Linked DNA regions of Pan troglodytes: region 2 is linked to region 1. The links are chromatin contacts, called in public Hi-C maps. All regions are on one chromosome and are shown on one strand. Each heading gives the region's core, a stretch centred on a gene start, on an enhancer-like site or on the middle of the called end of the contact. The rest is flanking DNA. Distances are from core to core; before and after follow the strand shown. Region 1 overlaps LOC107970393 (a long non-coding RNA gene). Region 2 overlaps ITPKB (inositol-trisphosphate 3-kinase B).

Region 1 (6,801 bases), core at 217-2,716:
GGAGCCCCTCTCCCAATTACCTGTCATCTCTGCATCAAATTCTCCAAAGTGGATTTTGTTGTGGTTGTTGTTGTTGTTGTTTTGAGATGGAGTCTCGCTCTGTCGCCGAGGCTGGAGTGCAATGGTGCGGTCTCGGCTCACTGCAACTTCCGCCTCCCGGGTTCAAGTGATTCTCCTGCCTCAGTCTCCCAAGTAGCTGGGATTACAGGCGCCCGCCACCGTGCCTGGCTAATTTTTGTATTTTTAGTAGAGACAGGGTTTCACCATCTTGGCCAGGCTGGTCTTGAACTCCTGATCTCGTGATCCACCCGCCTCACCCTCCCAAAGTGCTGGGATTACAGGCGTGAGGCACTGCGCCCGGCCTCCAAAGTGGATTTTTGCTCAATATGTTCTATTCCCAGCTGTCTCAGACATGGGTGGGGTAATGACTGATTCCTAAATTCGTTGACCTCAGCTTTTTTTTTGACACAGGGTTTCCCTCTGTCGCCCAGGCTGGAGTGCAGTGGTGCAATCACATCTCACTGCAGCCTCAACCTCCTGGGCTCAAGCAATTCTCCCAGCTCAGCCTCCTGAATAGCTGGATCTGCAGGCCCGCACCACCATGCGTAGCTACATTATTAATTTATTTTGTAGAGATGGGGTCTCCCTATGTTGCTCAGGCTGGTCTCATACTCCTGGGCTCAAGCGATCCTCCCGCCTTGGGCTCCCAAAATGCTGGGATTTACAGGCATGAGCCGCCAGGCCCGGTGACCTCAGCTTTTACCCAGCACCATCAAAGCAGGACGCACTGCACAAACCTGAACATTAGCTGTTGTCTAGCTGCCGGAGTATGCCTGGGGAACAGTCACAGTTGTTGCAGCTACACAGCATGTGTGTGTTTGTGAGTTTGGAGTTGGAGTTGAGTGAGACCCTGATACTAGGGAAAGAGAGGGAAAGCCAGACTCTTACTTAAGGGCTTCTATCGCAGGAGGGAAGATTTCTTCCAAGAGCTCAGTGCAATAAATGAAAGAAATTTAGAAGGCTGCCAGGCTCAGGGCAGCCCCGGAGCATCAGAAATAGGAGGCTGAGGGTCGGGAATGGGAAGCAAGCAGGGGTTAGAACTGAGGAAGCAGGGGTTAGAACTGAGGGGTTGCTGAAGACACCACCACGTTTCAGAACTCAGGATAGGGCCTGCCTGGGGACTCGCACAGAGGAGAAGGAACCGGTAGTCTAAAATACTAAAACGTGTGGAATTCCTGCATGGAGGCTTCCTATTGGGAGTGTAAAATTTCTGTGAGAACTGTAAGAAGTAAGCAAACAGCATCAGAGGACATGAGCCCCGTGGAAAGTGCCTCAAAGTGTGGTTTGAGGATTACCCGCCTGAGACTCCAACGAGGTGTTTGCCAAAAAAGGCAGATTCTTGGGCCACACCCGGCTCTATGGAGTGGGAAGCGCTGAGGGTGGGGCCTGGGCGCCTGCTCTCAGAACTGGTGCCGCTGAAAGCTTGCGGAGCCCAAACGCTGCGAGGAGGTCGCACCAGCAAGTGAGGAAGCAGAAGGGATGGCTTCCTGCGCCTCCCACACAATTTTCAACTTTTCAGGAAGTACCATAGAAGTCAATGTAGATGAATACGTTTTTCTTTGGTCCCTAGCATTTTTCTTTTAAAATTTTATTTTCCTTTTGAAAAAGAATGTGAGAACAAAGTCTGAGAACGAATGTGAGAACGAATCTCGAAACGTGAGAAAAAAGCCTTCTTCCCCCCCTCCACCTCCCCTGCGTGGTCCTTGGGTGCTCTGTGAACGGTGACCCCACCCTCACAGGGACCCTGACTCCTGAGGGGTCACCACTCATATCCTGTGAGAGACTACGCTATTCCCTGATTCAGCGGGGTCTCCAGGTCTGAACGCCCAAGGCCAACACAGAGGCCTAAAAATAGAGCCCGGGAGGCCCAGTCAAACCGGAAGAGAGCCAGAGGCCTCCCTGGAGTCCCGAAGACGATCTCAACCAAGGAGCCCAGCGCCCTCTAGCGGGAGAGAAGCTGCTTCGCGGCCCTGGTCTCCGGTCAGAGGCACTGGGCTGGGGCTGAGCACTCCGAGGCGGAAACCAAAGGGTGTGCCCCTGGGGACACCGCCTCAAGACCCCTGACTGAGGCTCCAAAAGGAAAAATTGTGCCACTTGTGTTTTACGAACTTCAACGTAATTGTAGGATACATTGCTGTAATGTATAATGTTGTAATAATGATTACCTTCTATAACCACAGATTTTTATATTTATTTATTTATTTATTTTTGAGACAGAGTCTTGATCTGCCACCCAGTCTGGAGTGCAGTGGCACGATCTCAGCTCACTGCAACCTCCGCCTCCCGGGTTCAAGCAATTCTCTGCCTCAGCCTCCTGAGTAGCTGGAATTACAGGCGCCTGCCACCATGCCCAGCTAATTTTTGTATTTTTTGTAGAGACGGAGTTTCACCATCTTGGCCAGGCTGCTCTTGAATTCCTGACCTCGTGATCCACCCGCCTCGGCCTCCCAAAGTGCTGAGATTACAGGCGTCAGCCACCGCGCCTGGCCGACTTTTATTTCTTTACTTATTTACTTATTTATTTATTTTCTGAGATGGGGTCTTGCTCTGTCGCCCAGGCTGGAGTGCAATGGTGTGATCTCAGCTCACTGCAACCTCTGCCTACTGGGTTCAAGTGATTCTCCTGCCTCAGCCTCCCCAGTAGCTGGGATTACAGGCACGCACCACCATGCCCGGCTAATTTTTGTATTTTTATTAGAGATAGGATTTCACCATGTTGGCCAGGCTGGTCTCAAACTCTTGACCTCAGGTGATCCACCCTCCTTGGCCTTCCAAAGTGCTGAGATTACAGGCGTGAGCCACTGCCCCTGGCCTAGCATCACAGACTTTAGACGCTTTTCATTACTTCTCAGTGAGACCAAGGTTCCTGTCACTAAATTCACATGCACATAACATATAACATGGAAGGGTACCCAAGCACCTCCGACAGCTGCACCAAGATTCCATCTGGGAAAGCTGTTCTCTGGGGGAACATACAACTTTGGGACGGGTGCTCAGGAGCCTTAATAGCAGAAAAGGACCCCTTGCAAGTCAGAAAATTTGGCTGAATCATTCCAGGCACTCTCTGAGGGGGCAGATGTCTCTGCTGGCTAATTGTTCCCCCACCTGAAGACATCAACTCAGTTTTCCCTAAGTCAGAGAGAAAACATACTCCTACTGTACATATTTCGAGAAAGGAAATATACAGCTGAACACTGAAGTGCCCAGTTAGGCTTTGAAGAAAAGGATTGTGACCGAAAGACACCAGGCTTTTAATAAAAGCTAAAAAGCAAAAGTGTATACCACCTCGCACCCATGCGGATGGTGACTATTAAAAAACTAAAGAAAGAAAGAAAATAAGTGTTGGTGAGGATGGAGAAATTGGAACTCTTGTCCTCTGTTAATGGAAACGTAGAATGGTACAGCTGCTGTGGAAAGCAGTATGTCAGTTCCTCAAAAAATTAAAAATGGAATGACCATTCAATTCGGCAATTCCACTTCTTTTTCTTTTTCTTTTTTTTTTTTTTGAGACGGAGTCTCGCTTTGTTCCCCAGGCTGGAGTGCAGTAGCACAATATTGGCTCACTGCAACCTCTGCCTACCAGGTTCAAACGATTCTCCTGCCTCAGCCTCCTGAGTAGGTGGGATTACAGGCACCTGCCACCACGCCCAGCTAATTTTTGTATTTTAGTAGAGACGGGGTTTCACCATGTTGGCAAGGCTGGTCTCAAACTCCCGACCTCATGTGATCCGCCTGCCTCGGCCTCCCAAAGCACTGGGATTACAGGCGTGAGCCACTGCGCCCGGCCCCAATTCCACTTCTGAGTGTGTAACTACCAAAGTTGAAAGCACAGTCTCAAAGAGATAGCTGCACACCTTTGTTCATAGCAGCATCATTCCGAATAGCCAAAAGGTGGAGGCAACACAAATGTCCCTCAACAGAACAATAGATCACCAAAATGTGGTGTATACCCACAAAGGAATATGATTTGCCCTTTAAAAGGATGGAAATTGAGCCGGGCATGGTGGCTTATGCCTGTAATCCCAGCACTTTGGGAGGCTGAGGTGGGTGGATCCCTGAGGTCAGGAGTTCGAGACCAGCCTGGCCAACATAGTGAAACCTTGTCTCTACTAAAAATATAAAAATTTAGCTGGGCATGGTGGCGGCGCCTGTAATCCCAGCTACTCAGGAGGCTGAGGCAGGAGAATCGCTTGAATCTGGGAGGCGGAGGTTATGGTGAGCTGAGATCATGCCATTGCACTCCAGCCTGGGTGACAAGAGCAAAACTCTGTCTCAAAAAAAAAAAAGATGGAAATTCTGCTGGCACGGTGGCTCACATCTGTAATCCCAACACTTTGGGAGGCCAAGGTGAATGGATCATGAGGTCAGGAGTTCAAGACCAGCCTGCCTAACATGGTGAAAGCCCGTCTCTACTCAAAATACAAAAATTAGCCGGGCGTGGTGACATGAGGCAGGATAATCGCTTGAATCTGGGAGGTGGAGGCTGTGGTGAGCCAAGATTGTGTCACTGTACTCCAGTCTGGGCAACAGAGCAAGACTCTGTCTCAAAAAGAAAAAAAAAAAAGGATGGAAATTCTGACAAATCCTACAACACAGATGAACCTTGAGAACACATTACACTAAGTAATTTAGGTCAGACACAAAAAGATAAATACTGTGTGAGCCCACTTATATGACATACCTAGTCATGAAAATCATAGAGACAGACAGCAGAATGATGGCTGCCAGGGGCTGGGGGGAAGAGAATGGGAGTTATTGTTCAATGGGGATGGAGTTTCAGTTATGCAAGATGAAAGGTTCTGGAGAACTCTGAGTGATAATGATGTGTCAGTGTAGGTTCACTGATCATAACGAGTGCAGCACTCTGGTGGAAGATGTCAAGCAGGGGATCTGTGCACCTGTGGGGATAGTGGGTACATGGGAACTCAGTACTCTGCTCTCAATTTTTCTGTGAACCTAAAACTGTTCCTTTAAAAGTTGTGACACTAAACTGCTCTTTAAAAAGTTTAATAATTTGGCTGGGCGTGGTGGCTCACACCTGTAATCTCAGCACTTTGGGAGGCTGACGCAGGCAGATTACCTGAGATCAGGAGTTCGAGACCAGCCTGACCAACATGGAGAAACCTTGTCGCTACTAAAAATACAAAAAATTAGCAGGGAGTGGTGGCGCATGCCTGTAATCCCAGCTACTTGGGAGGCTGAGGCAGGAGAATTGCTTGAACCCGGGAGGCGGAGGTTGCGGTGAGCTGAGATCGCACCATTGCATTCTAGTCTGGGCAACAAGAGCAAAACCCTGTCTCAAAAAAAAAAAAATGTTTAATAATTTTCTTTAAAAAGTTCTAGAGATGGATGGTGGTGATGGCTGCACAATAATGTAAATTTCCTTAATACTATTAAAACTGTACACTTAAAATGATTATGATAGTAAATTTTATGTGTATTTTATCACAATTAAAATTTTAAAATAAATAAAGTAAAAAACAAAAGGCGGAGGGACAGATAGGCTAGAAAGGGACTGTAATTTAATAACCAGAGAGTACTGCGCATTTAGAAATGTCATCAATAGGAGTTATAGTCATTTGGGGATATATATTTTTAAGTATTTTATATTAACATGAAATCATTTGGAATTTCAAAAACAATTTTAAATAAAAGTACACAAGAAAGAATACTTATCAGACAAAGTCAGGGAGGATGGCACAGGCAGAAAGAGGAAAGCAAAGGCAAATAAACATTTTAGGACCTTTGTTCTGAAGGGATTATTACTGGGGGCCTAGAGGAGAAAGTTGGGACAGAAGGAAGATGGTTCAAAGAAGGAGGGAACTCAGCCCTCCCCTAGAATCCAGGTGAATCACTGTTCCTGTTCTGAATCATCCAGGCAGGAATGTGGTTATTTTGTTGTTGTTGTTGTTTTGAGACAGGGTCCCACTCTGTCTCCCAGGCCGGAGGGCAACCTCCACTCCACTGCCCACTGCAGCCTCTGCCTCCCGGGTTCAAGCAATCCTCCTGCCTAAGCCTCCCGAGTAGCTGGGATTACAGTCACGTGCCACCATGCTCGGCTAATTTTTGTATTTCTTGGTAGAGATGGAGTTTCACCATTGGTCAGACTAGTCTTGAACTCCTGACCTCAGGTGATTTGCCTGCCTCAGCCTCCCCAAAGTTCTGGAATTACAGGTGTGAGCCCTGTGCCCGGCCTAAAGTGTTGTTGTTTTTTTTTCAGGCTTGGGAATTGTGGTGAAAGAAGCTACGAATGAGATAAATGTGTGTTCTTTCCACCCCTAAAAACAGTGTCACCACCACTCATCCTTGAAACCATCAGGTACAGGCAGGAGAGGACAACAAATTTGGAAAAAAAGAATGTGGAAATGGAGACACAGGCTTGACATCGTTTGTTTTTCACTTTCCAGCAGCAGGGAAACCTGTGAGCGACGTTCATGTCTAGTGTCCAGTGCCTTGCGTGGTCCCAATCACAAACCCCTAGCTCAGGGGCAGCGGGGCCATGAACTAGGGAGGCCGCCGTAATGACAGCCTGGCAGGAACCCTATGTCCAAACCAGAGGAGCCCCCTCAGAGCAACCTCCACAGGCAGTGCTGCTGTCAAGGAAATGCCAGAGCCGGGTGGTAGTTAACATGGTAAGAGGAGACTTCATTCAGGACCATTGCAGTAGGGGAAACAGGTCCTCAGTATAGAAGTGGGCTCAATTCAGAATACAGCATAAGCAACTGGGACTCTACAGGCAAA
Region 2 (6,680 bases), core at 3,304-5,803, 190 kb before region 1:
ATCTCCAAATGCAGAGACTTCAGGAAGAGGTGCCTGGAGCACACCCTGGCATCCACCACATACCCTGCAAGATACCCACACTACATTGGAGAAGCAGGAATCTAAGCCCTGCAGGTGGTAAGGCTTGTTTCAGAGGCAATAACAAATGATGCCAGGAGGCCACCGCGGCACCTCTGGAAGCCAGAAGCCTGCCTTCTTCCTGCCTGGTGCAGACCTGAGCTCCTCCCCTATTTCTATATCTGCAAGGGACTCTGGGCCCCATGACAGGAGCCCATGTATGCAGGAAGGGTTGACCAACTAGCACCAGGTAGGTGAGGGTCAAGAAAAATGTGCTCCTCCCTGGGGCCAGGGCCCAGAGACTCTATAGATCCCATCTTCCCCTGGTAGCACCCTTGGACCTCAGCATGGCAGAGTGTGCCTTCTGAACTCATGGGTTGCAATTCCCAGTGGCACAGCTTCTGCTCGCCTCCTCTGGGAAGGCCTAGATCAGAGAACACAGCCAAGCTGGCTTCAGCCTTCTCTTGGCTCCTGGGTCTGGCCTGGAGCCGGCAGGTTTCCATACCAGATGGGTGGGGGGCCTTGCCTGAGCAGCCCTGGAGAGGCCACCAGGGCATCCCTGAGGCTGCTAATCGGAAGACACTTTGCTCACAGTCAACATGTGGTTCCCCAATGGTTTTGTGCCCCAACTACCAGAAAGCCCTGCTCCCAGCCAGGGACCAGGAACCCGGCGGGCCCCCTGGGCTCTCCGGTGGGGAGGCCCCGGCAGAAATAAGGCTGTGCTTGGCAGCACTCTAACAGCACTGGCCGCCAGGGGGCAGCAGGCCTCCGCAGGTGGTAGGTCCAGGCTGGCACTTCCTAGGGGGCTTCCAGAGGCAGGGCTCATCTGGTAGGGTCCCCTCAGCAGCCAGGGACCCCCTCCAGTTCTACACCTGACCCACCTCTAAGACTGGGCATTTCTCTTATAGTAGGTGACCCTCTCTACAAAAAGCAGTGCAAACACCACCTCCAAGCCCTGAAGTTAGGAAAATGACTAGAAACTCTCATCTCCTCTTCTACAAAGTGTCTTGTAGTGCAGTTCAGGAGGGTCAGTCAGGTGTAAGTGAAGGAAAAGTTAGGACCGAGAAAGGAAGCACAGGAGGAGGAAAGGAGGCCCAGGCGGGGGCCAGGGAGGGCGTGGGCAGCTCAGGCGAGTGGGGCATCCTGGGACATCTCGGTCAGGATGTCGATGAGGTTATTTAGCCCCGAGAGGTAGCCATCCTCCCGGTTCCCCTCCTGCCAGGGGACGTCATGCTGCAGGGTCTGGCCCTCAGGCAGGGGCGTGGTTTTCCCAAAGTCGATCATCCACACTTTGGCCTGTTCCTTCTTGTCGTGGATGAAGAGGAGGGAGCTGCCAATGACCTGAGGAGAACATGGGGGTGAAGGGTGAGCTGAAGCCCGGGCCTCGCCCTCCCCACTGCGGCCTGGGGCCTGGGTGACCAGGTGGGGAGGCTCGCTCAGGCCAGACAGTTGGGTGCCTGCAATTCCAATCCCCATTTTCAGACAGGCAGCAGAGCCGGCCCAAGAATGGCCATGCCTGGGCAGAGGGCATCGGGTTCCAGGGTCAGCGACCACCCTTCTGTGTGGGCAGCAGCAGGCACCCCTTCACCTCCTGACTCTGGCCTGCACACTTTCCACTCCTTCCCTCCCTCTTTCTTTCCTTCCTTCCTGCCTTCCTTCTTTTCCTTCCTTCCTTCCCTTCCTTCCTTCCTTCCTTCCAGACAGGGTCTTACTCTGTCGCCCCAGCTGGAGTGCAGTGGTGCAACCTCAGCTTACTGTAGCCTTGATCTCCTAGGCTCAAGCGATCCTCCCACCACAGCCTCCCGAGTAGTTGGGACTACAGGCATGCACCACCATGCCCGGCTAACTTTTTGTTTTTTTATTTTTGTAGAGACAGGGTTTCACTATGTTACCCAGGCTGGTCCCAAACTCCTAAGCTCAAGCCATTCTCCTGCCTTGGCCTCGGAAAGTGCTGAGATTACGGGCATGAATCACACTGCACCTGGGCAAACTTTCCACTCTTTCTAGACCACAACCCAACCTGGGGCCTCGCCCTTCCGCCTCCTAGAACCTGACTCCTCCCAAACACTCTGCAGGGAACCACAGTGAAGGGGAAGGTGCCCAGGAGCGTCCAAACTCTCCTGGGGCGGGGGTGGTAAAGAACCCGTTTCAAATGCACACAGCACCCCCACCCCAGCAGCACAATCCCCTGCAGATTCAGCGTGGGCAGACCCTATAGGGCCTTCCCAGCCTGGCCCAGGGATAGTGGGCACCAAAGAGCCTGCCCCTCCTGGGTGAGCTCAGAGCCTCTGCATGGGAGCGAGGCGCTTTCCCAAATATGGCCACACATACCCCTGCATCACCTCAGTGGGGCCAGAGGAAGGCCAGGGGCACAGAAGGCCGGGGGCACAGAAAGGGCTGAGGTGACATTCCAGCTTCCAGCAGTGCAGGGCAGGTGGGGCCCCTGGCGAGGCTGAGCCCAAAAAAGGGGCTTCCTCTTCGCAGGTGGAAAACAACAGACCCAAGCTGATTTGGCCTCTTTCTAGACCTTAAGGGAGACCCCAAAAAGTGTAGAACAAAATGCTTTTCCAAGAAATAAAAGCAGAAGTGTTGAAGAAGGGTGGGAACGGCTTTGAGACAGAGCTCTGTGGCCTGAAGTTCTCCCAGGCTTGGCCCCTGGGGTCAGGCAGCCAGGCAGCACCCCCATCGTCCAGAGAGGCAGCTGGGGCAAAGGGGGCTCTGGCAGGTGGCAGGAGGATGCTTCATCAAGTGGAAAGGAGAGGCCACAGGAGGAGCTGAGGGTCTGGGGGACAAGGAGAGCAAAGAACATTCTGAGAAGGACCGAGCTCCCTGCTAGGGGCACAGCAAAGCCTGAGTCTCCTCTCTGGGTGTGCCACCCCCTCCTTGCAGCCATCCTCTCCAGGCGCCCCGCAGGGAATGACATGCAGAGCAAGGTAGACCATCTGCCTGAGGAGGCCTGGTGGTGTAGTTTGCAGAAAGATGCACCGCCCTGCTGGCTGCCCCAGGGCTGACCCTATGAGTTCCTCCTGCTGGCTCCGCAGCCTTCTCTGTGGGCATAGGCTGAGGCTGAGGCCACCTCCATATAAGACCCCATACAAGAGGGCCTCCACAAGACAGTCCCTATGAGAGGGGCTGCTTTCCTGAACCACCTACACAGCTGTAGGGAGCCGCAGGATCCCGCTTCACACCCACCCACCCATGGGATTAGCCAGCCCCAGGACTGCAGCTGTGTGTGTGTGTGTGTGTGTGTATGTATGTGAGACTGGTAAAGGCATGCATGTTTGTGTATGAGTGGGTGTGCACACAAAAATGTGTGTGGATATATGAATACATATGTGTGTTTGTATACGTATGACTTGTGTTAATGTGTTGTATGAATGTGTGTGCATGCATGTGATTGATCTGCATGTGTGTGAATGTGTGTGTGATTTGTGAATGTGTGTGCATGTAGGGTTTGAGTGTGATCTGTGAAGGTGTGTGCATGTAGAGTTTATGAGTGTGATCTGTGAATGTGTGTGGTATAGGATTGATGAGTGTGGGATCTGTGAATGTGTGTGTGAATGTGTCATGTGGCTGGGGACCTGGACTCCCCATGTCAGGGTCTCACACCCCTCCAGGGAACCTGCTGACACCTCCCAGAGCCTCTCTCAGGTGTCTCAGTTCCCCACCTGCTGCCTGCTGCCCCTGCCAACTAACGTATGCAAAGTTGGGAGGTTCCAGCCCTGCCCGAGAGTGGCACCTGAAGACCTGCCTGCCCTCCTCAGGGTCTCATCTGAAGATGTAGGTGGCGGTCAGCGGGTGCCTGGCTACTCTAGCAGCTCAGAGAGCTTCTGCCCTGAGACCACGGGGTGTGTGGGATATAAGTCCTGCCACCACTGCCCAGAATGGACAAGACTCTGGAGCTGGAAGGACAAGGGAGGAGAAAGGGGGCAATAGCCAGGGGTCTCAGGCAGGACAGCCCGTGTGGTCACCCCAGGAAGCACTGAGACGCAGCTCCCCCGTGCAGCGAGGGTCTGGTCCCTGATGGCCTGCCTCTGGCTGCACCACCCTGAAAATGCCCGATGCCCCGGGCTTCTGGAAGGAGAAGGAGAAGGCCTGTTGGCACGCGCAGCATTCTGCTCAAGAGGGCAAAAGCCCAGTATCTACCTCGTGGCACTTGAAGAAGGGAGAAACTTCTAGAGTGGTTCGAATGGCCTTCAGCCGGTCCCGATAGGCGATCTGGGAATAGAAAGAGGACCAGATTTTTAAGCACCGCGTGGGGAAGGGGTGGATTTTAGCCCATTTAGCTCATTAGAGTCACGGACTGTAGAAATGACAGTGACCTTACACCCTACCCTGATCACTTATTCCAACCTCCTTATCTACAAATGAAGAAACTGCAGCCTAGAGGAGGGGTTGCAGCTGGGCTCCACTCCCGCCCTTTCTCCCACCACCCTTTCTCCAGGAGCAGGCGGTGCCGGGAAGGGCAGTGTCAGAACACCCATGCGGCCTCTAGTGGTCCCTCCCGTGAATGTGCTTTACCCTGAACGCCGGACATCTAGAGGCAGCTTCCTGCGAGCAGGGCTGCTGTGGCGTCTTTCTCAGCATAAATGTCAGTACCTTTGACTTTTGAAAGGACAGGGTAAGAGACAGAACCACAAATATCTCTCCCAGTGCCCTCTCCATGGAGCCCTATAAACCCATGTCAAGCTTTGCTGGCCTTGGGGGTGCCCCATCTTCCCCAGAAGCCAGCTCTGTGGGTCTCACCCCCGGGCTGCCTTGGGAAGCTCGTCATACACAGGTACACAGAGTTCCTCAATGCCTGCTGGAAAAGAGTGACAGCTGGCAGGGCCAGCCGAGCAGCCCCCTGGAGTCTTCAGCACCAGGAACAAACCCCAGGCATAGGAGGCATGTTCCATGGTGGTCACTGCTTAGGGGCTGAGATCCTCCCCTGCAAGGGACTCAGGAATTGGAGGACTTGGGCTACGAAAGAGTCAGGCACATTCCCCCTGCCTGCAGCCTCAGAGCTTGCCAGGAGCCAACGGAAGCCTCCCCAGCTGGAAAAGGAAGATTTCCCAGTTCCAGCCCGTACTGAGTCTCCTTGGAGAAATGGCTGCCTGGTCCGCCCCCACTTGCTCTGCAGCTGCTGTGGACTGTTCAGAAGGTGCCATTCACAGGGGCTCCAGGGCCCGTGTCCCAGATGTGCCTGGATCTCTGACTGTCCCAGGGAGCCGTGCACTTGGGGCACAGTGGCACAATATTCCCTGACTCAGCTGGAAGGGTCAGTGCTCTGGTCCCTGTGGGCAGAGCATCTATCCAGTCTGCGAGCCGCTGCAGCAGCAACACACAAGACAGAACTTTGTCATGAACTTGTACAACCCACACTCCTGGACTCGGAGACAGCTCGCCAGCTCTTGCTGGCAGGGAGCAGTGTGACCTCGGGCACACAAAATGGGGACAAGCAGGTCTACCCACAGCAGGTCTGCTGTGAAGATTTGCTGCACGCTTGGCATGACACCTGGCAGACGGCGGGCACTGTTCTCTCTCTCAGGGCATGGGAAATGCTCTCTGGAGCTATGGGGCCGATGGCTAAGGGAGAGTCAGTGAGTGTCCGCCAAGCTTCCCCGCCTACCCGCCGCACGCCAGGGACAAGCACATCGCCTTCCTCTTTACTTTCCAAGCAGAAGCCTGGGGCCAGGATGGATACAAACCTTCCTGGGTACTAACTTCAGTGCCCTTGACTTTTTTTTTTTTTTTTTTTGAGACAGAGTTTCATTCTTGTTGCCCAGGTTGAAGTGCAATGGCAAAATCTCAGCTCACTGCAACCTCCGCCTCCCAGGTTCAAGTGACTCTCCTGCCTCAGCATCCCAAGTAGCTGGAATTACAGGCATGCGCCACCATGTCCGGCTAATTTTTGTGTTTTTAGTAAAGATGGAGTTTCACCATGTTGGCCAGGCTGGTCTCAAACTTCTGACCTCAGGTGATCCACCTGCCCCAGCTTCCCAAAGTGCTGGGATTACAGGCGTGAGCCACTGTGCCCGGCGTGCCTTTGACTTTTGAAAGGGCAGAGTGAGAGAGCCACAAAAGTCTCTGCCAGTGGCCTCTCTACAGAGCCCTACGAACTCGGGCTGGGGTGTGCTGTCCCTGGGGGTGCCTTGTCCTCCCCATGGGCACCTCCAGAGTAGACACAGTTGTCCCTCCCTGGCTGGCTGGAGAGACCCTCTCTGGAGGTGCCAGACTCACCAGGATGTTATGGTTTCCTTTAGTGAACTCTCTGAAGGCCTCGGTGACCTGCTCCCTCGTTTTGGTCTTCTTGAAGTCCCGGTTCACGGTGCCGTCTTCTTTCTGAGAAAGAGAACACCCCACCCAGGAGGGGGTCAGCAGGGACCCTCGGGCAGAAACTGTTCTCACCCCCCCAACACCACAGAGCAGGCGAGCCCCATCTGAACCTGGGGCAGGGCCAGTGGAGGCACCCAGGTGTCCACGTATGGCGCATGGAGGCGGCGTGCACAGCAGAGGGGAGCCTGCCCTGTGCCCAAACACAGGAGAAAGCAGAGGGTGGCGCTGACATCCCCAGGCGAGTGAACAGTGGTAGGAAAGGCCCGGAGGTGTGAAGGGCATCCAGGCTGAGGATGGAGGAGCAT

The links. Hi-C and Micro-C count contacts between places; a contact is called where the count stands out from the background.
Region 2: a Hi-C map of induced pluripotent stem cells shows a contact between it and region 1, with 2.8 times the contacts expected there. The contact joins two enhancer-like sites. A contact is called at or near these places in 5 of 7 Hi-C or Micro-C datasets (blood, induced pluripotent stem cells, a lymphoblastoid cell line and 1 more) and 1 of 1 other capture datasets (stem cell-derived neural stem cells).

The regions. Positions count from the first base shown.
Region 1 is chr1:22,458,881-22,465,681 of NHGRI_mPanTro3-v2.0_pri, reverse strand. All of the region lies in intron 2 of LOC107970393 (a long non-coding RNA gene), which reads right to left. Among named protein-coding and RNA genes, the nearest start is that of PSEN2, 40 kb to the right of the region's middle. Within about 2 kb of position 1,466, at least 11 of the 24 cell types and tissues checked have an H3K27ac peak or open chromatin away from gene starts, as enhancers often do. A contact at or near this core is called in induced pluripotent stem cells and stem cell-derived neural stem cells, where this site is marked.
Region 2 is chr1:22,651,629-22,658,308 of NHGRI_mPanTro3-v2.0_pri, reverse strand. ITPKB (inositol-trisphosphate 3-kinase B) reads right to left here. Exons shown (of 8, transcript XM_001141610.8): 6 at 6,280-6,381; 7 at 4,204-4,275; 8 at 1-1,398. The coding sequence ends at 1,183. Among named protein-coding and RNA genes, the nearest start is that of STUM, 88 kb to the left of the region's middle. Within about 2 kb of position 4,553, at least 4 of the 24 cell types and tissues checked have an H3K27ac peak or open chromatin away from gene starts, as enhancers often do. A contact at or near this core is called in induced pluripotent stem cells and stem cell-derived neural stem cells, where this site is marked.